Linked DNA regions of Mus musculus: all the other regions are linked to region 3. The links are chromatin contacts, called in public Hi-C, HiCAR-type, HiChIP or PLAC-seq and promoter capture Hi-C maps. All regions are on one chromosome and are shown on one strand. The core of a region is the stretch at or near the end of the contact, and the rest is flanking DNA. Distances in the headings are between cores, read along the strand shown. Region 1 holds the start of Fzr1 (fizzy and cell division cycle 20 related 1). Region 2 holds the start of Gatd3a (glutamine amidotransferase like class 1 domain containing 3A). Region 3 holds the start of Tpgs1 (tubulin polyglutamylase complex subunit 1). Region 4 overlaps Gm30122 (a long non-coding RNA gene). Region 5 holds the start of Rrp1 (ribosomal RNA processing 1 homolog (S. cerevisiae)). Region 6 holds the start of Agpat3 (1-acylglycerol-3-phosphate O-acyltransferase 3). Region 7 holds the start of Pfkl (phosphofructokinase, liver, B-type).

Region 1 (2,732 bases), core at 172-2,671, 1.7 Mb before region 3:
GGCAGACAGATCTCTGAGTTTGATGCCAGCCTGGTCTGCACAGCAAGTTCCAGGACAGCCAGGGCTACACTAAGAGACCCTAACTCGAAAAACCAAACAGAAGGCCAAACAACACAACAAAACCCAACCCTATTTGGGTTTTTTTTTTTTTTTGGTGTTTTGTTTTGTTTTTTAAGATTTATTTACGTGTTTTATGTAAGTACACTGTCGCTATCTTCAGACACACCAGAAGAGGACATCGGATCCCATTACAGATGGTTGTGAGCCACCATGTGGGAATTGAACTCAGGACCTCTTGGAAGAACAGTCTGTGTTCTTAATTTGTTTAGTGTCATTTACCCAGGGGCTGGCACAGGTGTGCCCATGGGATGGTCAGAGTTACACCTTGCAGGAGTTGGTTCTCGCCCTCTACCAAGTGATCCTGGGTATAAGGTGGGCTCCAGCTGGCTTAGCTGCAATCACCCTACCTTTTGAGCCATTGTGATGGGCCCAACATGTATGGTTTTGAACCTGGACCCTCTTGAGGTTTATTTCCAGCTGTCATCACTTGGGGCTTCTGGGAGTGAGTACTCAGGGACACGATAAATATTTTGGGGGGGCAGGTGTCTAACAGTCGTTCTAACAATGCAGAAGTTGAGGCTGGAGAATTGCTTCCAGCTCGAGGCTAGCCTGGCTAGAGAGAAAAAGGTAGCTCGAAAATTGAAAACAATAAACGCACAGTGAGTAACCAGCAGCGTCCGCGCGCCGAGCGCCATCCGTGGGGTAGTCACTTAACTGTTGAGTGAATCATAGCTTCAGGGGGAAGCGCCCCACTTCTTCCACAAACAGGAGCCACGCCTTCCTCCGCGCCTAGTTACTCCTGTTCTAGTCGTCCCCCCCCCCCATTCAGCCGTGGTCTTCCCCGACTGCTCATCCCAACACGGTTGCCCCGGGCAACAAGTGCCGTCTCGCTTCCTGTATTGATTTAAATCCTGAAGGACGTCCCATACTCCCGAGCTGCTCCGCGCTGGGGCGCGCAGGCGCAGCTGTTTGGGGTGGACGCGAGCACGGCACAGAGTGGGAGTGTCTAGGGGGCGTGCCCGCAAGGGACAGGGAAAGAGGCGGTGTGGGGGCGTGGCCTAGGAGAGGCGTTGGTAACTCGAGGGGCGTGGCTTCAGCACAGGCCACAGGGGGTTGGCGGAGAGATCCGTGCGTGTGGGCCGTGAGCGTGGCTGAGGGCGTGGCTTGCCCACGGAAAACCTTGGCGGCGTTGGGGGGGAGGACCTAGGGGGCGTGGCCTAGGCGCGGTGATGCGCTGGGCGGCGGGGCCGGTCGCGGGCGCGCGCGCGGCCTGCGGGACAGATTGGGGGAGGGAGTCGGGTTGCCACTGAGTTCCGCCATATTAGCTACCGCGGAGGCCGGGGGATTCCCGTGAGCAGCGGCGGCGGGGCCTGTCGCAACGGCGGGGCCTCGAACAGGCGCGGCGTGTTCCTGGGACCGGCGGGAACCGGCGGGTGCCGGCTGGCGACCGGAGCGAGGCAGGTGAGGACACGGGTGACTCGGGGACCCGCCCCCCCAGCCGACCCCTTCCTTCTCTGGGGCTCCAGTGCGGCCTGATCCTGAACCCCACATCCCAGCGACCTCCAGTACCGGCCCCGACCCCGCCAGCTCTCTGAGTCTGTCAGAGTCCTCCATCCCCAGAGCTCTGCTCTGATAGTTGCTCCCCTCGAATCCAGGGCACCACCCGTCTTGTTCCCCCGAACCCCAGAATGCAAACCAGCTTCCCAGATGAGGCCCTGAGTCACCCCAACCCTGAGTCCCCTCACCCGGCAACCTCGCCTTGACCTCGCTCTGTCCATCACAGCAATCATCGCCCAGAGCCTTGTTCAGAGCACGGCTAATGTCCAAATCCAGGCATTCCACATGTTGCAGCTCAGAACCCTAGGTCAGGCTCCTTGCGCCCCCAAATTCAGGTCACCCTTTACTACTTCCACCAAAACCACCCAATTCAGGTGAGGTCCTGAGTCAGATCTCAGACGGTCTGTCCCCAATGACCTCGCCCTGTCACCAACACTCTGTATTCTTTTGAGCTATGTTCCCTTAAATTTAGAGCATTCTGTCTCATGCTGATCACTCAAGACTCAACTGCAAACCATTCATCTGCACCCTGTTGACTTCCAAATGTAAATCCCCCTGCCTCAGATGCTCCCTACATCCAAACTGGGATCTGAGTCAACCTCCAGAGTCCAGGAGTCTCAAATCTGGCATTCCCCAGGTGGGAAGGATTGTGAACTAAATTTGCCGTAAACACCCAGTGGTTCAGCCAACAACCAGGTGTCTCATCTCAGGGGAGACATGGCCAGAAACCACAGACATTCTGTGTCCCCAAATCCACCACGTACCCTCTCAGATCTGAACCTCCACTCTGTGTCTTCAAATGCAAGTCCAGGTCCTTCCATCCTCTATCCCTGATCCAAAGCCATTGTCCCCTACAAAGCCCTTAAATCACCCCACCAACTTCACTTGTCTCCAGCTGTAAGCCTGACACCAACCTCTGTATAGGCATTACCTTCCTACCCCGCTCCCCTAAATTCTCTGCTAATTGAGAGCACCTGGTGGGATGCACTCCTTGTTGAGAACACCTGGTGGGAAGCACGCCCCCTACCCGTCCTGTCTGAGAGATGACCTCATTCCTCTGGCTGCTGAGTCCCAGTCCTAGCTCCTTCCTGCTGTTTGAATGAGGGTGATTCCCC
Region 2 (2,933 bases), core at 84-2,583, 1.5 Mb after region 3:
TGTCGCCAGGTTTCCTGTTCTGCAGAGCATTTCTCTGTGTAGCTTGGGGTAGAAAAGGAAACTGCTTCTTATGTGCCCAGGGACAGCCAGGCCCCTGGCCGCCCAGACAAGGACCCGCTTGTTTTGGTGCCATCTTGGGATCCCCATCTGCAGTACAAATACAGTTTTATGAAGCTTTACTGGTTTTGTCTGTGTGTGGTATGAATGTGGAACTGAGGGCCCAGGGAAGGGCAGGCAAGTAGTGCTGAACCATGCTTCAGCCATCACCATACATCTCATACATCTCATCCAGTTTAATTCTCATACCAGAAACTGGGCTCAGTTTGGAGTATTTTACAAGTCTGCTCCGTGGTAACCATGCCCACTCCACCCCTGTGGACAGCCAGATGCAAATTGCCTGACACTGCTCCACCCCTCCCCCCAACTACTGTCCCCTGAAACTGAATAATCCCTGACTCGCTGTAATGGTGTTGGGCCACCAAACCCACTTCTGTATGCTCCCTGGCTTCTGCATATACTGTGCATCCCAGGCCTAAATGTCTCCTAAATGTGAAAGGGTTCCCATCTTAAGATGGGAACACCCAGCAGCTAATTATCCCTAGGAGTTGAGAGAAGCCAGGTCACCTTTGACAGCCTTCACTGTGGCTAGGGAGAGGCAGTGAAACTCTGGGAGTTATCTGGTCATTACCCCGATGGACACCGGACTGTATGCAACTATAGCAATCACATTGATTCAAAATAGGAAATGGAAGGTACGATGCTCAGCTCAGCTCTTCACTGAATCGTGACTGGCAGAACTGTGGCCTGTGAGGAAGCTGCAGAGGTACCCAGAACACAATGGCAGGAGCAATTTACGATTGCACCGTGAGGGCGCGGGGCTTGCTCTGACCCCGTTATTTAAAATCAGTTTTTAGTCATTGCATAGACTGGAATTGCAATAGGTAGTCAAGGTGGCCTACACCAAGATGAGCGCCCTTCAAACATTAACTAGGCAGACCGGGCCGCTCAACAAGGTCGATCGCAGGAAGGTCCTAACCTGGCATACTTGCTTGCTTGCCCTCTCAAAACCGAGAAGAGGCGTGTCCCAGCTCGGTCGGTCATTGAGCTGGAGAAGTCCAGCCAACCGGTCTCTTAGGTGAGGGGGGGCGTGTCCTGAGATCTGTGGCCCCTCCCTCCCGCTAGTCCTCCAGGGAAAAAGGTGCTGGGTTTCCCGTACGCCGTCGGTCACTGCGCAGGCGCGGCCCCACCCACTGGCCCTCTCCAGAAAGGGGTTGTTACGCGCTCCTCCATTGGCCAGGCGCGACCCCGCCCCACGGCGCACGTTCTCCTGACACCACTGTGGCTGGCTGCCCTTCGTGATGGCTGCCGTCAGGGTTTTGGTGGCGCCAAGGCTGGCTTCTGCGCTCCTACCGCTCTCCAGATACCACCGGGCTCCCTCCCAGCGCGCAGCCCTTCACAGCTCCGCACCGCGGCCCGGGGCCAGGGTGGCGTTGGTGAGTGCAGAGCCAGACTCCCAGGCCGAGTGCCTTCCCTTGCTAGGTCCCCGCAGCCTGGGGTCGACCAGCTGTCCGCCCAAGGTCGGCTCTTGGTGGGGTTCAGCCTCCCCTCCCTCGGTAATTGCGTGTTGGGCCCTCGCCCTCGTCAGTGCCTCTCTTCCTGCAGGTGCTGTCGGGCTGTGGAGTCTATGACGGAACCGAGATCCATGAGGCCTCAGCGTAAGTCCTCAGAGTTTGTAAACACTCTCTTGGTTTAAAAGGCAGAAATGGCCAGAGGGTGACCAAGCGCAGTGGGTTCACATCGTGATAAGTCCAAAGCCAAAGTTAGCACAGCCAAGACACAAAAGATGCCACCCGGACCCTGGGTGAAGGCAGAATGCCTGGCAGCAAGCTGGGGTCTTGAACATACCCAAAATGCAACACCTGCGGAGTCAACAACCCTCGCTGCTCATCAGTCAGTAAAAGGATGCCTTGCCTACTTATTCTGGTTCTACCCTTACCTTGCAGAAGTCTGTAAGCGGCAGGAGCCGTGCCTTCGTAAAAGCAACTAGGTGTCCTATAAACTAGGAATTCCCCAGCACTTGGTGCCAGTCCATCTGTAAAATCGTCATGCTGTGAGGCCGGAGGACACATTTGGAAGTGATGTCTTTGTGGATTTTCTTCATATAGGATCCTGGTGCACCTGAGCCGAGGCGGGGCTGAGGTCCAGATCTTTGCTCCCGATGTCCCTCAGATGCACGTGATTGACCACACCAAGGGGGAGCCTTCTGAGAGGGAAAGCAGGTATGGGTAGGGAAAGGACCTTACAAGAGCCCTGTTCCCATGAGCAGCTCCTGTACTGTAGCCTTCCTGATTATGTGATCAAGTGTCTGTCCCTCAAAGCAACTGTCATCCGGCTGTTCTGGAAATACATGGCCATGGGCCAAATGTTTCTGACCTCCCCGTGACCGTTACAGGGGTAGCAGTAGCCTTTGGGTGTGAGGTGGTCATGCTCTGCTCTGGCTAGTCCCTGTGTGGTACTGTGTTCCCTTTATCTTGTTGCTTTGTTTTTGGCAGGGAGGGGTTGTTTGTTTTGTTTTGTTTTCCCAAAGTTTCTCTATGTAGAGAGACTGTCCTGGAACACACTCTGTAGACCAGGCTGGCTTTGAACTCTGATCCTCCTGCCTCTGCCTACTGAGTGCTGGGATAAGAGGCATACTCCACCACTGCCTCGGGTTTTTGTTTTTGTTGTTTGTTTGAGACAGAGTCTGTTTGGCCCTCACAGGCCTGGAACTCACTATATACAGACCAGGGTGGCCTTGGATTCCTAGAGATTCTCTTGTCTTTGCCTCCAAAGTGTTGGTGGGATCAAAAGCAGTTGACTCTATGCCCAGCACAACTACATTTTTTTATTTTAAAGATTTATTTATTTGTTATATATAAGTATGCTGTAGCTAT
Region 3 (2,868 bases), core at 311-2,810:
GGCAGGTAAGGATCCAGTGACTGGCACAGAAACCAGGTAGTGAAGGACACAGAGACCTGGTGACATGATCACAAAGCTTGCCCCAGATCCTCAGGTGAGGCTGACTTCAACTCACAGAAAACACTTCTATTTTAAATCCCTAGGTTCATTGCTCTTCATCCCTGGGAGAATTCCGGATGCCCCCAGTAAGCAGTTTGTTCCTCCCCTGGGCACCTCACGGTGTGGTCTTGTGTGCGTATTCTCTGCTGATACCTTCAGTCTCCCACTCACATACCCCAATGCTGTCCTAGCTGAAGACTGTCCGTCTACATTCTCGCTGGTTTTCTCCCTTTGTGCCTGTACCCCTCCCCTCTAGCCACATGGGCCCGCCATGCTCCACCCTTCCCTTCTTGGCTACCATCTTGGATACTGAGCCCCTTCCCTCTGGTGCAGAGATGTCTGGTCTGCTCAGCTGGAAATGTATGATCTCTGGACTTTCACTTCCCTAGGGAAGGCCTGAGCTACTGTTGCCCAACGTCTTCCTCCTTGCGGCCCCCTCCCCTGCTCTCCTCCCTGAGTCTTCCTCCAAGCACCCTTTGGAAAGCCACTCCCATGCTGAGACCCTCAGGCATTTGGTCACCCCCTGGCTGATGATGCCCTACTGATCAGCTTCCCTCATCCACTATGCAATGAAAAAGCGTCCTTAGTCGTCACCTACACTGGAACTACTCCCACTGCGGAGCTCCCTGCAGGGTTCACGTCAGGCTCTAGACCAGCCTGTGCTCTGCGTGTGCATCTAAGGAACTTCTGTCTGGGGCCTGGGGCCTGAGTACACAGGCTGTCCATCTCCTGGACAAGCACCACACTATTTATACTACCTTGCTGGGCTTCTTGACCTCCCAAAACCCTTGGCTGCGAGGGCAAAATGGACTCGGGTTCAAAAGCAACCTCCTCCAGGCCGTAATCACCTGGAAGCTCATGCAATAGATGGACGATGGATTACAACCCCCAGCACTTCCTACCCGGACCACAATATCCAGTACACCCCGCGCACACTGCAGGCGAAATCGATGCGAGGCGTGCCGAGAACCTTAAACCTGCCTCAAGCCGACCAGACCCGGGAAAAGAGGAAAGACCACTACTCCCGGAAACGCCCCGCGCCGGCGGCGAGTTGCTCCCGCGCGGGGCCTGTCGGGAATTGTAGTTCTGGTACCCCCGTCCGCCATCGGTCCGCACCTCTGCGAGTGGTGAGCCAGGCGAAGGTGCCACAGCGCGCGGCCCAGGCGCTGTTGCTGCAGGAGGAGCTGGCCCGGGGGCTCCCCGGCGCCTCCGTTGGTCGGCGAGCGTAGACCCATGTTCTCGAAGTAGTGCGCCAAGAAGGCGATGGGCTCCTCGGGCCGGATCTCCAGCACCTTTAGGAGGGCTGCGCGCAGCATCTCCGTCACGCCGAGCTGCCGTAGGAAGTCCTCCTCGCTCTCAGCGGCCGCCGCCGCCTGAGACACCGACGTCCGGCCACTGTCCGGGAAATTGGCCGCTGGTGCTACTGCCGGCCGCCGTTTCTCCACTGCCGCCATCTTTGTTGGGGGCAGCGGGACCGGAAGCGCCGCCATAATTCACGGCGCGATGAGGCGCCTTCCCTCGACGACCATTTTTGTTAAGGGCAGAGGCAGCGGCCCCCCTCTCTGAGAATCTCGATAGTAACAAGCGCAAGCGACCTTTTCCCCCTGTGCCCCTGGCTTTCTCTGTGTGCGTTTTCCTGCTACTCCATGACTGCATCTTCTAGCTTCGGTCTGGAATTGTGAGCTTGCCAGACTTCAAAATGGTCCCCCAGGAAGGGCTTGGTTTCTGGCTTGAAGCGCGATACCTTGCCATCTTGGTAGTGGGCAAGTCTTCCTAAGCATGGTCTCCTAGCAACCAGGCACCCTGGGTACCAGATAAACCCCGCAAAGCTCACCAGGAATCTAGGGCTGAAAGCGGAGTTCAAACCGTTTTCTGCGTTTGCTCCCAGACTCGGCCTGGGCTCTCCCGGGTTTTTGGCCTCACTTAGTCTCCTTCCGAGCGTTAAGGTGCCTGAGCGGAGTTGTCACCAGATTCCTTCCTTTCCCAGACTGTTACCATTTCTGACCACCAGAGGGGGGTGCTCTCTTTGCAATTCTGAACTGCTGTGGCTTTCTAGTATCCTCGCATGTCCCTTTTCTGTGTTATCTTTGGCTCTTTATCTACTGACATACTTTTTATTCCCTTGTCTGGCATCCATACCGCTCTTCGTGTTTTCCCAGGTTACCCCCCAAGTACTTTTTCTAAGCCACTGGATATCTCCTTAGTTACTCTTGTTAAATGCAGGCATTTCCCAGCCTAGTATCCTGTTGCTCGACCTACCAAAGAAAACTGGGATGTGTGACTGTCTCCAGGGACTCTGGCTGTAGGGATAGGTGATGTACAAAGCCTTCCTATTCACAGTACGAAAGAATATGCCAGTGGCTAGATACGGGGCTTTTATTTAGCTCTGGGCCAGCAGGCAGAAAAGCCCAGAAGTCAGGAGAAACTTATAGATGTGCTGACCACCAAGGAAAGAGGCCACACTATCATCTTGATGCCCCAAATCCTGCAGCTGGTCACTCTCTGCCTCCTTTAGTCTGGCATAATGGAGCTTCATAGGTGTGTACATGAGCTAGTGTCTGGGCGAGGACCTGGCCGGTAGCATTTCCACAGGCGGTAGGCAAGGAAGACCAGTGCAAGCAGCCCCAGCACCAAGCTGCCAATCCATAGGACGACGGTGGAGGCTGAAAGAGTAGGAAGAGAAAGGCTGCCATCAGTCCCAGTGCCTGTGGGCTCCACAGAGGGAACATACATAGGCCCTTACAGTTTAAAAGTGGACTTAACTAGCCA
Region 4 (2,736 bases), core at 162-2,661, 1.4 Mb after region 3:
AGGACATGCTGTGCTGGGCCTGGGTAAATAGGACAGTTCTTCTTGGCAGCACACCACAGTCCTGCTGAGAGGCTGAGCATGTGTCCTGTGACCACCCCCAGAGCCTCCCTGCCATTCTGCTGGAGCCTCTGTGGCCCACCACAGGCCACTTAGAGAGTGCCCTCAGCTAATGGACATTTAAAAATGCATGCCATAGCTCCTGCCAGCTCCTAGGCTTAGAGGAAGCTCGATCCCATGGTCTCCAACAAAAGCCCAGGGAGTGAGGCCTGGCCTGAACCTTTATCTCTAAAACCTGCCAGAGCTCCCTGCCCTGTTTCTGAGCTCTCTGACACCCCATCTAGCTGGCTCAGGATCCCCAATTTGTCCTTTCGGATCAAGGACAACCCTCAGCTGTTCTGACAGTCCTGTAGCTAGCAGGTGCTTGGCTCCAAATACAGGTCACACCCAGAATGCTCTGCTGCCTTGCTCACCTTCCAGCCTCCAGACGCTGCAGGCACCAGCTCCGGAGTGGATTACGGTGGAAGGTTCAAGCAAAGCATACTTCCAATGTGGCACTGATTCTTTGTGCCTACCTCTTGCCCGACTGTCCTAGAGTCTTAGGCCACTCTGCTTCTGCAGAAATTTGGTCAGCTGACCATTCACACTATGTCCTTAGATGCCCTGTCCCCCCAAGGTGCAGACAGTGACCCTTGGAGTGTGTCGTTCACCAAAACCACACAGGGTCAGCAATCCATCCCCAGACTTCTTCCCTCCCTCATCCCTCCACTGGGTCCACGTTCCCTGGTTCCATTTGTCCCTCCACTGGGCTTCTGCTCTCCCCAGGTGCCTGTAACAGGTGACACAGTGGCCAGTGACCTATGCATGCACGAGGATGGATAGTTCTTGTTGCCTCCCCCTCCTCTTCCCTCAACCCTATTCCTTCTCCGGGTTTTTGGCTCAGCAGCTTGTTGGGTGTGAGCAAGCTTCCAGCTCCAAGAGTTGCTCCCCTCCCCCATGTTCTGCATGGGCTCGTACAGTATAAACAGCAACCTCTGCTGCAGCATGGCTGAACTTGTGTTCCCAGCATGGATGATAGACGCCTAGGAAGGACATCCTGGGGGTGTTTCCTAGGCCATCAAGCACAGGGGAAAATGCTGTCTGCTGTGATGTGCCAGTTCAGAACCGGTTTAGGAATTGATGACTGGGAATATGATGTTTGGCTGCCAGGATGGTCTTCACTTGGTCTGAAGACTCAGGATGCAGTCTGACTGTGGGGAGGGTCTCTGAATGAGGGGAGTGGTGGGCGTGGCAAAGGACAGGAGTGCTGTCCCTCTGTGAGGACTCAATTTTGCATATCTGGGACCCAGAAGTAGCGCAAGGTTGTTACTGAGTCATTTGATAGGTTCACAGCAAAGCTTTTGCACTGTTGGGATTAAATGAGGTCAGTAGTTGTGAGGCACTGAACGGGAGGGACTCGGTACTCACACAGATCCACTGATGTCTAAGTGAATGGTCTCTGATCACTAAAACACTAATAGTTTCTAAATCTCCTCTTTCCCCCTCTTCTTAACTTGCACCAGCCCTTTGTTCACATGGGTTAAACCGGTTTTCTCCTGCACAGGCCGGCTGACTTTTGGGTTGATATTTACATATGCAGAGATGCTGCCCTGTTAAGAACCTGTGTAAATGCTTTCACTGGAGAAAGACAGTCACCTTGCGACAGAGTTCCACAAGGTAATTTACAAGCAGCCAAAATTTATTTCTTGTGGTCCCGGGAGTTGGAAATTCTAATGCCAAAAATGTAGAAGATGGGAGGGCAAGAGAGGACCAGAGAGTAAACAAGAAAGATCAGACAGGAGGCCCCATGCCTTCTGTGATCAACATCATGACGTCTGTAAGCAGAGCCTTGGGACATATGTGGCCACTCAGGACCCCCAAATACTCCACTAGGGATTAAATTCCAATACATGGACTTTGGGGACACAGTCAAACTCCAGTGACAACCATAAGGGATTTCTTCTCAAATCCGTTGATGGGCAGAGTGACAGGAACAGCCTTTGATGTGTTTGCAGCACATGTCACTTTGTGACCTGTGACCCGGAAGCACTCCTCACTTAGGGCTGATGAACTGTATCCATTAAAGTCTCGGCTGGTGAGGATGCCTCTTCTTCATTGGGTTTTGGCGTCAATGTTACAGTTCTGCAATAAGAGGCAGCGGTCTGTTCTTCTTTTCCTGGGCTCAGGGGGTTTGAGCCTGGTAGACTCCCTTGGGATGCTCTATGGTCAGGTGGTATTTTGTGTACCAGAGAGGGATTTGAAGGGAAAGGGCTCTTTAGCAACTTTCCCAATTTGTTTGTTGTAAAGGAGCCAGTTAGTTTTTCTACAGTGCTCCAAAGTCAGTTTTCTCTGGAAAATCCCCTTTCATCCTAATTTAAATGTAATGGTCGCTTCGGCCATATCCCTTTCTTGTTCAGCATGGACGTCCCCTTTTTAAAGTTTCTTGCCCTTTGCTCATTCAGGCGTTTTTCCAAATGACAGATAAGCCTAGCCCTTTCAGTTCTCAATATCTGCTGTGCTTTTTATCTTTATCGATTCCTCCCTTCTTGTTGCATTTAAATAACGTCTCCCAACCTTTCAGGTCAGTGCTAGGTCCATTTCTTCTCATTCCCCCTTTAATAGAACGACATTTAGGTCACGGCTGTTTCGTGATGCCTGCTTCCAAGCCCCATCAGCAGTGAGCTTGTCCTCTGGATTTTA
Region 5 (2,929 bases), core at 55-2,554, 1.3 Mb after region 3:
CATTAATATTAGTAGTTTAAGATAGCTTGCCTAGGGCTGGAGAGATGGCTCAGCGGTTAAGAGCACCGATTGGTCTTTCAGAGGTCCTGAGTTCAATTCCCAGCAACCACACAGTGGCTCACAACCATCTGTAATGGGATCTAATGCCCTCTTCTGGTGTGTCCGAAGACAGTAACTGCGTACTCATATAAATAAAACAACAGCAACAAGAGATAGCTTGCCTAAGTCAAAGAAACTGGGTTGACTTTAAAAAGCGTGGCCATAACATTGATGTAGTCTATCAAATTTTTTGTTATTCAGTAAATTCTGATGTTATAGAAAATACAGAATTGTCTATGTTCCTGTAATAGTGCTTAGACATGCCCTCTCCCACCCCAGTTGCTTATTCCTCTTCAGTCAGACTTTCAACAACCATCCCTCCCATTTTTTCCAGCATCTAGCTTTTCAAATACAGCCACCTTCCTTGCCTGACACTTTAATCCTGGGCTTAGCTGGCCTATGGTGTAGCAACGAACTGGCAATGTTATGGTACCACTAAGTCCAAACGTCCACTGGTCTTGGAAATTTCCCCCAGCAAGTCATCAGACTTCTGGTGGTCTTGGGCACACCAATGAAACCTGTAATTGTTTTGTATTCTAATTTGACATTTCAGCTCTTGGGCTATATGGAAAAATTTTCCCAATAGTGTCCCAAACGATTGTCACCACACATTTCATGAACCAGGGCACACTCAAGTTTTGCACACTCACTGTGCTTTCTATAGTGTATTTGCCTGCCTACCTTCATGATAGGTACCTGCACCCTGTCCCATAATCTGGATCCTGACAGCCTTCTTGCTTTTCTCTTTCCAGGAAAGTGGATGCTCTACAAGAGGCTTGGTGGGGTGGATTTCCCTGAGGACTAAGGTGTTAGGGATCAGGTAAAGTGTTTCGGGTAAAGCTCGTAGTTCTCGGCGTTGCAGGGTTCATGCACACACCCAACCTCCCCCCACCCACACCCCACACCCCAACATGGCTCAGGATGCTGAGCCAAGGGCAGCTCCACGCAGTCCTGCTAAGTGTTACAGTTGAGGACAAGCTGGGCCACATCACGATCTTCTTGTAATACAGCCACTCCTGCTGCAGTAAAGAGGAGGGCGAACCCAAGACAATGCTTTAACCTTTTCAAGAATCAGAGATGCCCTAGGCTTACACCAGACCATCCTCCTCCCTGCAGGGTGCAGTTGCGCCTCTCGGCCACTGAGAGGCGGTAGCGTACGCCAGCATCGTCCAGGACGTTTGACGTCTAGCTGGGTTGTGTCGCCTCAGTGTGACGTTCAGTGGTGACGAGCGCGTGTCGTCACTCGAGCGCCCCAGCGGAAGCGTCGAGTGCGTGGTCTCAGGGTTCTCCTCACCATGGTTCCCGGAGTGCCGCTCCCGCCGGAGATCCAGCTGGCGCAGCGCCTGGCGGGCAATGAACAGGTGACGCGGGACCGCGCGTTGCGGAAGCTGCGGAAGTACATCGAGGCCAGGTCGCAGCGGGCGACAGGTACGCGGGCGGGAGGGCAGGCGAGCTCCGCTGCGTGGGCCCCGCAGGATCCGGCCTTCGTCTGCTGTTCTACTGGCTTAGGCTGACCCGATCGGTCTGCCCGCTTTTCTTCCTTCTGTAGCTTGCTGGTGCTCTTCCGCCGGCCTTTACTGGTGTCCCGTGTTCTTAAAGGTGTGTTCTCGACACCCCGTTCCCAGGATGTCCTTTTGCAGAGCGGTTTCTGTGCTTCTGGTCCTCAGTGAGCGACCCCTTTCAGCAGCCTCCGCGTCTCTTGGATATCCCTCCGCAGATGCAAATTATAGATTCCCTGAGCAGTGGTTTGGCCGAGGTCACGGCTGTATGCTTTGGGAAGTGTCTCAAGGCAGTTTTCCACGCTCTAGTCAGAGAACCCCAGCTTGGGGAATGCGCTTCGCCAAATGGTGGCGATGTCCTTTGCTTTTGGATATCCCTCCGCGGATGCAAATTATAGATTCCCTGAGCGGTGGTTTGGCCGAGGTCATGGCTGTATGCTTTGGGAAGTGTCTCAGCGCAGTTTTTCACGCTCTAGTCAGAGCACCCCAACTTGGGGGATGCGCCTCGCTAAATGGTGGTGATGTCCTTTGCTAGCCGGAATGAATAACTTTCACCATTTAATCTCCGAAATGTCATAGTATAGCTACAGTTCCTTGGTCTGACACTGGCTTAATTAATCACTGCATTAACAATGGGCCATCTCCCGGTCCCGAAAGTGTTGGGTTTCTTTAACTCTATGGGACTGATACCTGCTTGCTGGTGCATGGAGTTACTGGAGGGTTGGGGGGAGGGGCTCCTCCAGGCACCGTTATGGCAGTTCTGTTGGAGAATGTTTTGAGGGCGGGGCTGGCTGCCCAATCATATTTTTTTAAGGTTTATTTATTTATTTAATGTATATGAGTACACTGTAGCTAGCTGTACAGATGGTTGTGAGCCTTCATGTGGTTGTTGGGAATTGAATTTAGGACCTCTGCTCGTTCCAGTTGGCCCCACTCACTGAGGTCAGCCCAGCTCGCTCAGTCCCTGTTCCGTCTGGCCCAAAGATTTATTTATTATTATAAATAAGTACACTGTAGCTGTTTTCAGACACCCTAGAAGAGGGCATCAGATCTCATTAGGATGGTTGTAACCTACCGTGTGGTTGCTGGGATTTGAACTCAGGACCTTTGGAAGAGCAGTCAGTGCTCTTACCCGCTGAGCCATCTCGCCAGCCCCCAGTCGTATTATTGTTAAGAGTAGTTCAGGCAGTCATGTTTCCTTCCTGGCTCGGGAAGGTAGGTTCCAGGGCTCACTAAGTCTCACTGTTGCTCTTGTGATGCAGGTGGTTTCACTCCAGATGAACTGCTAAAAGTATGGAAAGGACTGTTTTACTGCATGTGGATGCAGGACA
Region 6 (2,700 bases), core at 123-2,622, 1.3 Mb after region 3:
TGGGATCCTTACTTGGGGGCAGGATGGGGTGTGTGTTGGGAGTGGGGTCCAGGAGGATAAGGGAAATGGGGTCTAATTAATTGGCGGGGAACCCCCAAATTTCCAGGCGTCCCCAGGAGGACTCAGAAGGAAGGGGAGTCTAACCTGAGCCATCAAAACATCCTGGGTCTCAAGGGGACCTCCGGGACTGGGAAGGGGTCTAGGCTGAGGCTCAGAATGATTTCAGGAGGCTGAACGGAGGCAAATCCAGGCTGGGCCTAGGAATATTCCAGTTCTTGGGGGAGGCAACCCAGGAGGACTCCAGGGAACCATCGGGGGTCCAAGTACGGCCCAGGAACACCCCGAAGAACTTCAGGGGGACAAGGGGATCCAGGCTGGGCCCAGGAACACCGCAGTACCCCAGAAGGACTTCAGTGGGCTAAAAGAGGGGATTCAAGCTGGGCCCAGGAACACCCCAGTGGGACTCCGGAGGACCGCAGGCAGCTGAAAGGGAGTCGGACTGGGTCTAGGAACATCCCGCTGGCCAGGGAGGGTGGAGGCTGCTCCCGCGGGGCGCGCCTCGCGTCCCCTCCCCCGCTTGCTGTCCGTTGGCCGAGGCGGTCGCCGCTGCGCCGCGGGCCGCGACTCCTCCCCCGCGCGTCGGTCCGCGCGTGTCCCCGCGTCCCCGCGCCTGGCGTCCCGCGCCGGCGGAACTGTGGGATCGCCGCGCACAGGAAGTGGCGGCGGCGCCGAGGCGGAGGGCGGCGATGGGGGCCCGGGGCGGCGGGCGCCGCACTCGCTGAGGCCCCGACGCAGGGCCGGGCCGGGCCCAGGCCGCGCGCGCCCGACGCGAGAACCGCGACCAGCAGGTGGAGTGCAGGTGAGCCGCGCCGAGCCCGGCCGAGCCGCCGGAGGTCGTCCCCCGCCCGCGGTCGCCGGGCCCCGCCGCAGTGGCCGGCTGCGCTCCGCGGGGCGCGCGGCCTGGAGAGCGCGGCGCCTGGAGGCTCCGGGTCCCGCCCGGCCCCTGTGCGGCCTGCCCGGCCCGCCGGTGCTGTGCGGGGTGCGCGGCGGCCTGGGGATGCGGGCGATCGGGTAGAGATGGGGATGCGGGGCCCGACGAGAGGGCCTGGGCGGCCTTGGGGCCCCTCTCCGGGGGGAACCTTGCTCGGCTCCCGGCTCCTCGCTCTGGGGGAGCCCCCCATGCCTGATTTCGGGGCCCTGTGGGCTAGTTTCACTTTTTTGCTTGCTCAACGCGGAGGGAGGGCTGCAGGTGGGACGCCCTGGAGGAAGGTGCGAGGGCTCGGTTGTTGTTGTTTTTTTTTTTTCTTGACTTTGGCGTTTGAGACCAAAGGCCGACTGTGAATTTCCACGTTTCACTCAGGCGCTGGGGTCATTCAGTAACCAGAGCCTCTGGAGGAAAACACCTGTCCACGGTGGGCCTGGAGCCCCGGAGCAGTTGACCCCAGGTACCTACGACAGGAGGATTGTGAACACTTAAGCTGGGTGGAAAATATATTCAGGTTTCCTTTTTAACTTCGAGAGAAGTTTAGGGGCACAGGGAAATGATTTTAGAAATGGCCTTTCAAACCTAACTTTTTAAAGCAGTGTGGAAAGTCTTCTCTAAGAGAATACTTAAGAGACTGGGTTCTTCTTCCTGGGAAACGAGAAGGCTACTTGGATTTGAGACAGATTGGAATGACTCGTCCAGAGCCAAGATCTTGGATTCTGGGATTGGACACAGGGTGCCGGTTGGGGGTGCTGGGTTGGTGGCTGTTGGAACTGAGTGGAAGCAGCTCTTTCTGCTTCGATGACATTGGGAAATGGACTGTGCCCCTTTCAAAGGGGTCTCTGTGCACTTTGATCACTCCCTTACTGTCCCTTCCCCTTATTAGGTAAGCAGGACTCCTTCCAACTTTAGGATTTAGCCTATAAGATTGATTCCTAGTATCACACTCTGTGCTTTGTAATTACGTTGTTTCCAAAGGCAGTTACATGCAATGGCTTTGCCAGCCTCTCTTTGGTCTTGGTGGCATGTGCTCCTCAGCATGGCTATGTTCAGCAGGTGGATGTCAGCTGGATGTCTGACCTAACTCAGTCTGGACCTACTGGAGGCCTTGTGTGTGGCCCCCACCTGCTCTTATCTGTACAGCAGCAGGGCAGAAGGTCTAGGTCTTAGAAGTTGCCTGTGGAATTGGTGGGAAGTGGGTTAAATACAGTGTCTCCTAGGGAAGGAAGATGGGAGGGATGCTGGAAATGAAGGGAGGTCTCTGTCTCACCCTAAGCTGCTCCCAGATAACAGGCCCAGCACCTGGGAAGGACAGTGCCTGTGTGTTCTAGGGGACTGGGGAAACTGAACAGAAAGTAACTGATCTACTTCAGAAGTTACAAAAGGAGCATCTACTGCAGTAGAGGAGTTGTTTACTTCTTTTCTGGGGCATATAGCTGCGACTCTGTGCTAACAGACTCTGAAACACACTGGGGTCTGAGGAGCAAGGCTAGCCACTTGTCCTGGATTATGTCACAAATCTCCACAGCCAGAATTTAAATGAAGAGCAAAGGGACTCTGATTTCCTCCAGCCCAGTCAGGGTAGTAAAAATCTGTATACATCTGTCTCTGGCCCACTTGGAGGCAGGTAGGGCATAGTAAGATCTTTGTATAGTATGGGATGAGCAAAGATGGAAGTTTATTGTTGTTTCAGGAGTTAGAATGGCATCGTTAAT
Region 7 (2,977 bases), core at 11-2,510, 1.7 Mb after region 3:
TCCCCACCAACAAAAGCCCTGTTATGTTCTTAGAATTTGAGTTAAACGGACCGCCCCTTCCTTCTTTCCTTTATTCCTTTTATCCCTGTTCTTGGTTTCTTTGTATAGCCTTGGCTGTCCTGAAATTTGCTCTATCGACCAAACTGACCTTCAAAGATCTGCCTGTCTCTGCTTCCTGAATGCTGGGATTAAAAGCGTGTGTCACCACTGCCAGACAATAAAAATAGCTCTTAAAGAATTTAGCAAAACCAGGCAAAAATCAACAAACTGTCAGGGTCAGATGGGGTACCCTCATCTCTGCAGGACAGCCCTACCATGGCAGCCCAGATCCAGCGCTCTGGACTGTGGGTAGCTTTCCTTGAGAGTCCTGGATCTGACCATTGCTCCACCAGCTTCGAATCCCTCTAACCAATCCTGAGGGGCTGGTTCCCCACTTTGTGCTCAGGCAAAGGCCACTCGCCTGAACCAGGAGCTGTGAGAGTTGAGAGAAGCGGCAGGTTTAGCAAATCACCCTGAAGTAAAAATGCTACGCTAAGTGTTTCTCTTTCCAAATCCCCAACTACATTCAGCAGTCGCGATGGGACGAATCGTGGCTATCGTCTCAGATACAACTGCAGCTTTCCTATGTTTTCTTTTGCTCTCTTTCTCCCTTTCTCCCTTTCTTTCTTTCTCTTTTTCTTTCTCTCTTTCTTTCTTTCTTTCTTTCTTTCTCTCTCTCTTTCCTTCTTTCTTTCTTTCTTTCTTTCTTTCTTTCTTTCTTTCTTTCTTTCTTTCTTTCTCCTTTTTTTGTTTGTTTGGCTTTTTTCCTTTTCCTTTTTTTTTTTAACTTCGGCTCGAAGGAGACTGTTGCAAGCCTAAATCAACTCAAGGAGCGGCTTAGGAATTCTCACCCAAGCCACACCTGCATCCCCGGATGCTGGCCAAGTGGGATTTAAAATGCCCGTGAGACTTGGCTACAGGTTTCCTTTAACAGCGCCTGGACAGATGTAAAATCAGCTTGCTGTAGCATGAACTCCACTTGCCCAGAAACTTCAGTCAGGCTCAGGTTGTGAACTTCATTTGGTGAGGACGTTGATCCTAGCTGCTGGGTACCTGGGGAGTTCGGTGGCGGGCCTGGGGAACCAGGGTTCCGGAACCGCTGCGCAGACATTTGTAGACTGGCGTGCGCTCCGCCTTTCTTAGCGCAGCTACCTTCTCCAGCAGCCACTAGAGGGGCGACCAGGTCCCCGAGCCTGTCAGTCAAACGTTATACTGGGGGCGGAGCCGGGGCGGGGCGGGACAAACCGGGTACACAGGCAGGCGCACGGGGCGGGGACAGGCGACAGCGGCGCGGAACGCAGAGCGGCGGGAGAGGAGCTTGGGCTCCTGGTCTCCGCTGCCGCCATGGCTACCGTGGACCTGGAGAAACTGCGGATGTCGGGGGCTGGCAAGGCCATTGGAGTGCTGACCAGCGGCGGTGATGCGCAAGGTGATGGGACGCGGGGGCGTGTTTAGGGATGGATCTGGGGTTTCTGCCTGTCCTCGGAACCCTTCGGGCTTGTCCACTGCCCCTCGCCTAGGGATCTGGGGTGTACTTGGCCAGCCAATCTCCTGTGGAGCACCGTGGCTTCAGGTCCCTGTCCCCAAGCTCCGCCCCGGGTAGCTGGCGTACGTGCTGCAGGCCACGGGCCTTGGCACGCCCCGCCCTCGCGCTGCCTAGGTCCGCCCGGTTTGGGGGTGTGTCCGCGCAGCACGCAGACTTAGGGCACCGGGCTATTCCTTTCTAGGCCACACGTGTCAGGACCTCTAAGAGAAGCACAGCCGGCCAAGTTTCACAGGCCGGAATTTGAAAGGATCAGGGACCCTGTACCCTCCCCCGTGCAGCCTGTGATTCCTACCTTCTCTGTACTGGGATGGGGTGAGACTGAGGCAGGCTTGCCCACACGCCTTTGCCTGGGCTGCTTCCTGTCCCTTGGATGGAGACTTAAGTGGAGAACAGAGGGCGTGGAGCGGGGGTATTTTTTTACCGGTGTAACAGGGCAAGCACCACAGGGCTAATAGTTGAGGGTGCACAGCCTCTTCTCGGCCTGGTAAGGCTAGGGAAAAGTCTGGGCTTGGGAGGATCTGCCCTCTTCTCAGCCCCTCTCTTGGTGGCCTGGTTCCAGGCTGACTGCTGATGTGCGAAGTCTGTGGCTCTAGTTGGGTCCGGCTGAAAAGAAATACTACCCAGTTGGGGGCTGAGGAAGACACGTGGAGCTTCAAGGGGCTTGGCTTCCCTGAGCACTGCAGTTGAGCTTCGCCATTTCCTTCCAAACATTTCAGGAAATACAGACACACATGCTCCTAAGCGGGGTTCCTGACTGCCCAGCCCTTACCTAAGAGATCGGTAGGAACAACACAGGATAGATACATCTTACAAGCATGATTGCAAGTCCAGGAAGGCAGGAAAAAATGTCACTCTGACTCCCATAATGCTGGAAATCTCAAATCTCTGTTGGGTCCCCTGGGCCTGGTCTAGGCTGGCAGTCAGCATACCCTTTTTCAGGGCTGTTTCAGCTTGTACATCCCAGTGCTGTCACTGAGACTGGGCCGGGGACCTGTGGAAGAATCACCCATGGTAGTGGACCACAAGAGAGGCCCTGACTAGGCCCACATCACCCATTAGATAGGCATTTCAGTGAGGCCAGCAGAGTCCTGAGTCCCATTTGTAGGGCTCCTGCCTCTGGCAGGCATAGATAGGCTATCCACCTCAGGCTCCTGTCTGAGCAAGGGAGGCCCCAGTGTCTGAGGGATGGTAATATTGAGTGGTCTCTGCGCGAGGACTTCTGCTGCCTTCTGTGAGAGGCAGCTGCCAGGCCAGGGCCACCAGGGTGACAGACATTTGTTTTGGAGGCTGGTGGAGGAACCAGAGACAGGAGGCCCTTCCTGGTCAGGAGAGGGTAGGCAAAACCTGCTTACATTTCCATTCTGGCTTCAGGGCAAGATCTCTACAGGTTTT

What was found. Promoter capture Hi-C pulls out the DNA fragments that hold promoters and counts their contacts. A called contact is a pair of places that touch in the nucleus more often than the background predicts. HiCAR-type assays count read pairs that join an accessible place to other places. HiChIP or PLAC-seq counts read pairs in DNA pulled down with a chosen protein or histone mark.
Region 1: a promoter capture Hi-C map of pre-B cells shows a contact between it and region 3, with 2.4 times the contacts expected there. The contact joins the promoter of Fzr1 here to the promoter of Tpgs1 in region 3. A contact is called at or near these places in 5 of 39 promoter capture datasets (cranial neural crest, erythroid cells, hippocampal neurons and 2 more) and 1 of 115 datasets of contacts at active chromatin or transcription factors (microglia).
Region 2: a contact with region 3 is called in a Hi-C map of B cells, with 8 read pairs. The contact joins the promoter of Gatd3a here to the promoter of Tpgs1 in region 3. A contact is called at or near these places in 5 of 39 promoter capture datasets (the HPC-7 cell line, cranial neural crest, embryonic stem cells and 2 more), 2 of 484 Hi-C or Micro-C datasets (B cells and CD4 T cells), 2 of 115 datasets of contacts at active chromatin or transcription factors (astrocytes and embryonic stem cells) and 1 of 9 other capture datasets (liver).
Region 4: a contact with region 3 is called in a promoter capture Hi-C map of embryonic stem cells, with 3 times the contacts expected there. The contact joins the enhancer-like site here to the promoter of Tpgs1 in region 3. A contact is called at or near these places in 9 of 39 promoter capture datasets (the 3T3-L1 cell line, cranial neural crest, embryonic stem cells and 4 more), 4 of 115 datasets of contacts at active chromatin or transcription factors (cardiomyocytes, embryonic stem cells and large pre-B cells) and 1 of 9 other capture datasets (macrophages).
Region 5: a contact with region 3 is called in an H3K4me3 HiChIP or PLAC-seq map of forebrain, with 8 times the contacts expected there. The contact joins the promoter of Rrp1 here to the promoter of Tpgs1 in region 3. A contact is called at or near these places in 4 of 39 promoter capture datasets (embryonic stem cells, hippocampal neurons and pre-B cells), 2 of 484 Hi-C or Micro-C datasets (Th1 cells and cerebral cortex), 4 of 115 datasets of contacts at active chromatin or transcription factors (embryonic stem cells, forebrain and pro-B cells) and 1 of 9 other capture datasets (liver).
Region 6: a contact with region 3 is called in a promoter capture Hi-C map of hippocampal neurons, with 4 times the contacts expected there. The contact joins the promoter of Agpat3 here to the promoter of Tpgs1 in region 3. A contact is called at or near these places in 7 of 39 promoter capture datasets (cranial neural crest, embryonic stem cells, hippocampal neurons and 3 more) and 3 of 115 datasets of contacts at active chromatin or transcription factors (astrocytes and embryonic stem cells).
Region 7: a contact with region 3 is called in a HiCAR-type map of astrocytes, with 4 times the contacts expected there. The contact joins the promoter of Pfkl here to the promoter of Tpgs1 in region 3. A contact is called at or near these places in 9 of 39 promoter capture datasets (the 3T3-L1 cell line, the C10 cell line, cranial neural crest and 6 more), 3 of 115 datasets of contacts at active chromatin or transcription factors (astrocytes and embryonic stem cells) and 1 of 9 other capture datasets (adipose tissue).

What each region holds. Positions count from the first base shown.
Region 1 is chr10:81,377,059-81,379,790 of GRCm38.p6, reverse strand. It overlaps Fzr1 (fizzy and cell division cycle 20 related 1), which reads left to right and starts at 1,421. Exons shown (of 14, transcript NM_019757.1): 1 at 1,421-1,521.
Region 2 is chr10:78,168,155-78,171,087 of GRCm38.p6, reverse strand. It overlaps Gatd3a (glutamine amidotransferase like class 1 domain containing 3A), which reads left to right and starts at 1,333. Exons shown (of 7, transcript NM_138601.3): 1 at 1,333-1,493; 2 at 1,663-1,715; 3 at 2,166-2,279. The coding sequence starts at 1,359. It overlaps Pwp2 (PWP2 periodic tryptophan protein homolog (yeast)), which reads left to right. Exons shown (of 21, transcript NM_029546.2): 21 at 1-178.
Region 3 is chr10:79,668,131-79,670,998 of GRCm38.p6, reverse strand. Tpgs1 (tubulin polyglutamylase complex subunit 1) reads right to left here and starts at 1,560. Exons shown (of 2, transcript NM_148934.3): 1 at 1,216-1,560. The coding sequence starts at 1,553. It overlaps Madcam1 (mucosal vascular addressin cell adhesion molecule 1), which reads right to left. Exons shown (of 5, transcript NM_013591.3): 5 at 2,457-2,762. The coding sequence ends at 2,632.
Region 4 is chr10:78,258,781-78,261,516 of GRCm38.p6, reverse strand. Gm30122 (a long non-coding RNA gene) reads left to right here. Exons shown (of 3, transcript XR_380597.2): 2 at 1,601-1,713. Among named protein-coding and RNA genes, the nearest start is that of Gm30122, 3.9 kb to the left of the region's middle. Within about 2 kb of position 1,411, at least 13 of the 459 cell types and tissues checked have an H3K27ac peak or open chromatin away from gene starts, as enhancers often do. A contact at or near this core is called in embryonic stem cells, where this site is marked.
Region 5 is chr10:78,411,418-78,414,346 of GRCm38.p6, reverse strand. It overlaps Rrp1 (ribosomal RNA processing 1 homolog (S. cerevisiae)), which reads left to right and starts at 1,304. Exons shown (of 13, transcript NM_010925.2): 1 at 1,304-1,527; 2 at 2,861-2,929. The coding sequence starts at 1,395.
Region 6 is chr10:78,350,372-78,353,071 of GRCm38.p6, reverse strand. Agpat3 (1-acylglycerol-3-phosphate O-acyltransferase 3) reads left to right here and starts at 1,372. Exons shown (of 10, transcript NM_053014.3): 1 at 1,372-1,445. Gm40709 (a long non-coding RNA gene) reads right to left here and starts at 589. Exons shown (of 3, transcript XR_871856.3): 1 at 145-589.
Region 7 is chr10:78,008,090-78,011,066 of GRCm38.p6, reverse strand. Pfkl (phosphofructokinase, liver, B-type) reads left to right here and starts at 1,260. Exons shown (of 22, transcript NM_008826.5): 1 at 1,260-1,468. The coding sequence starts at 1,384.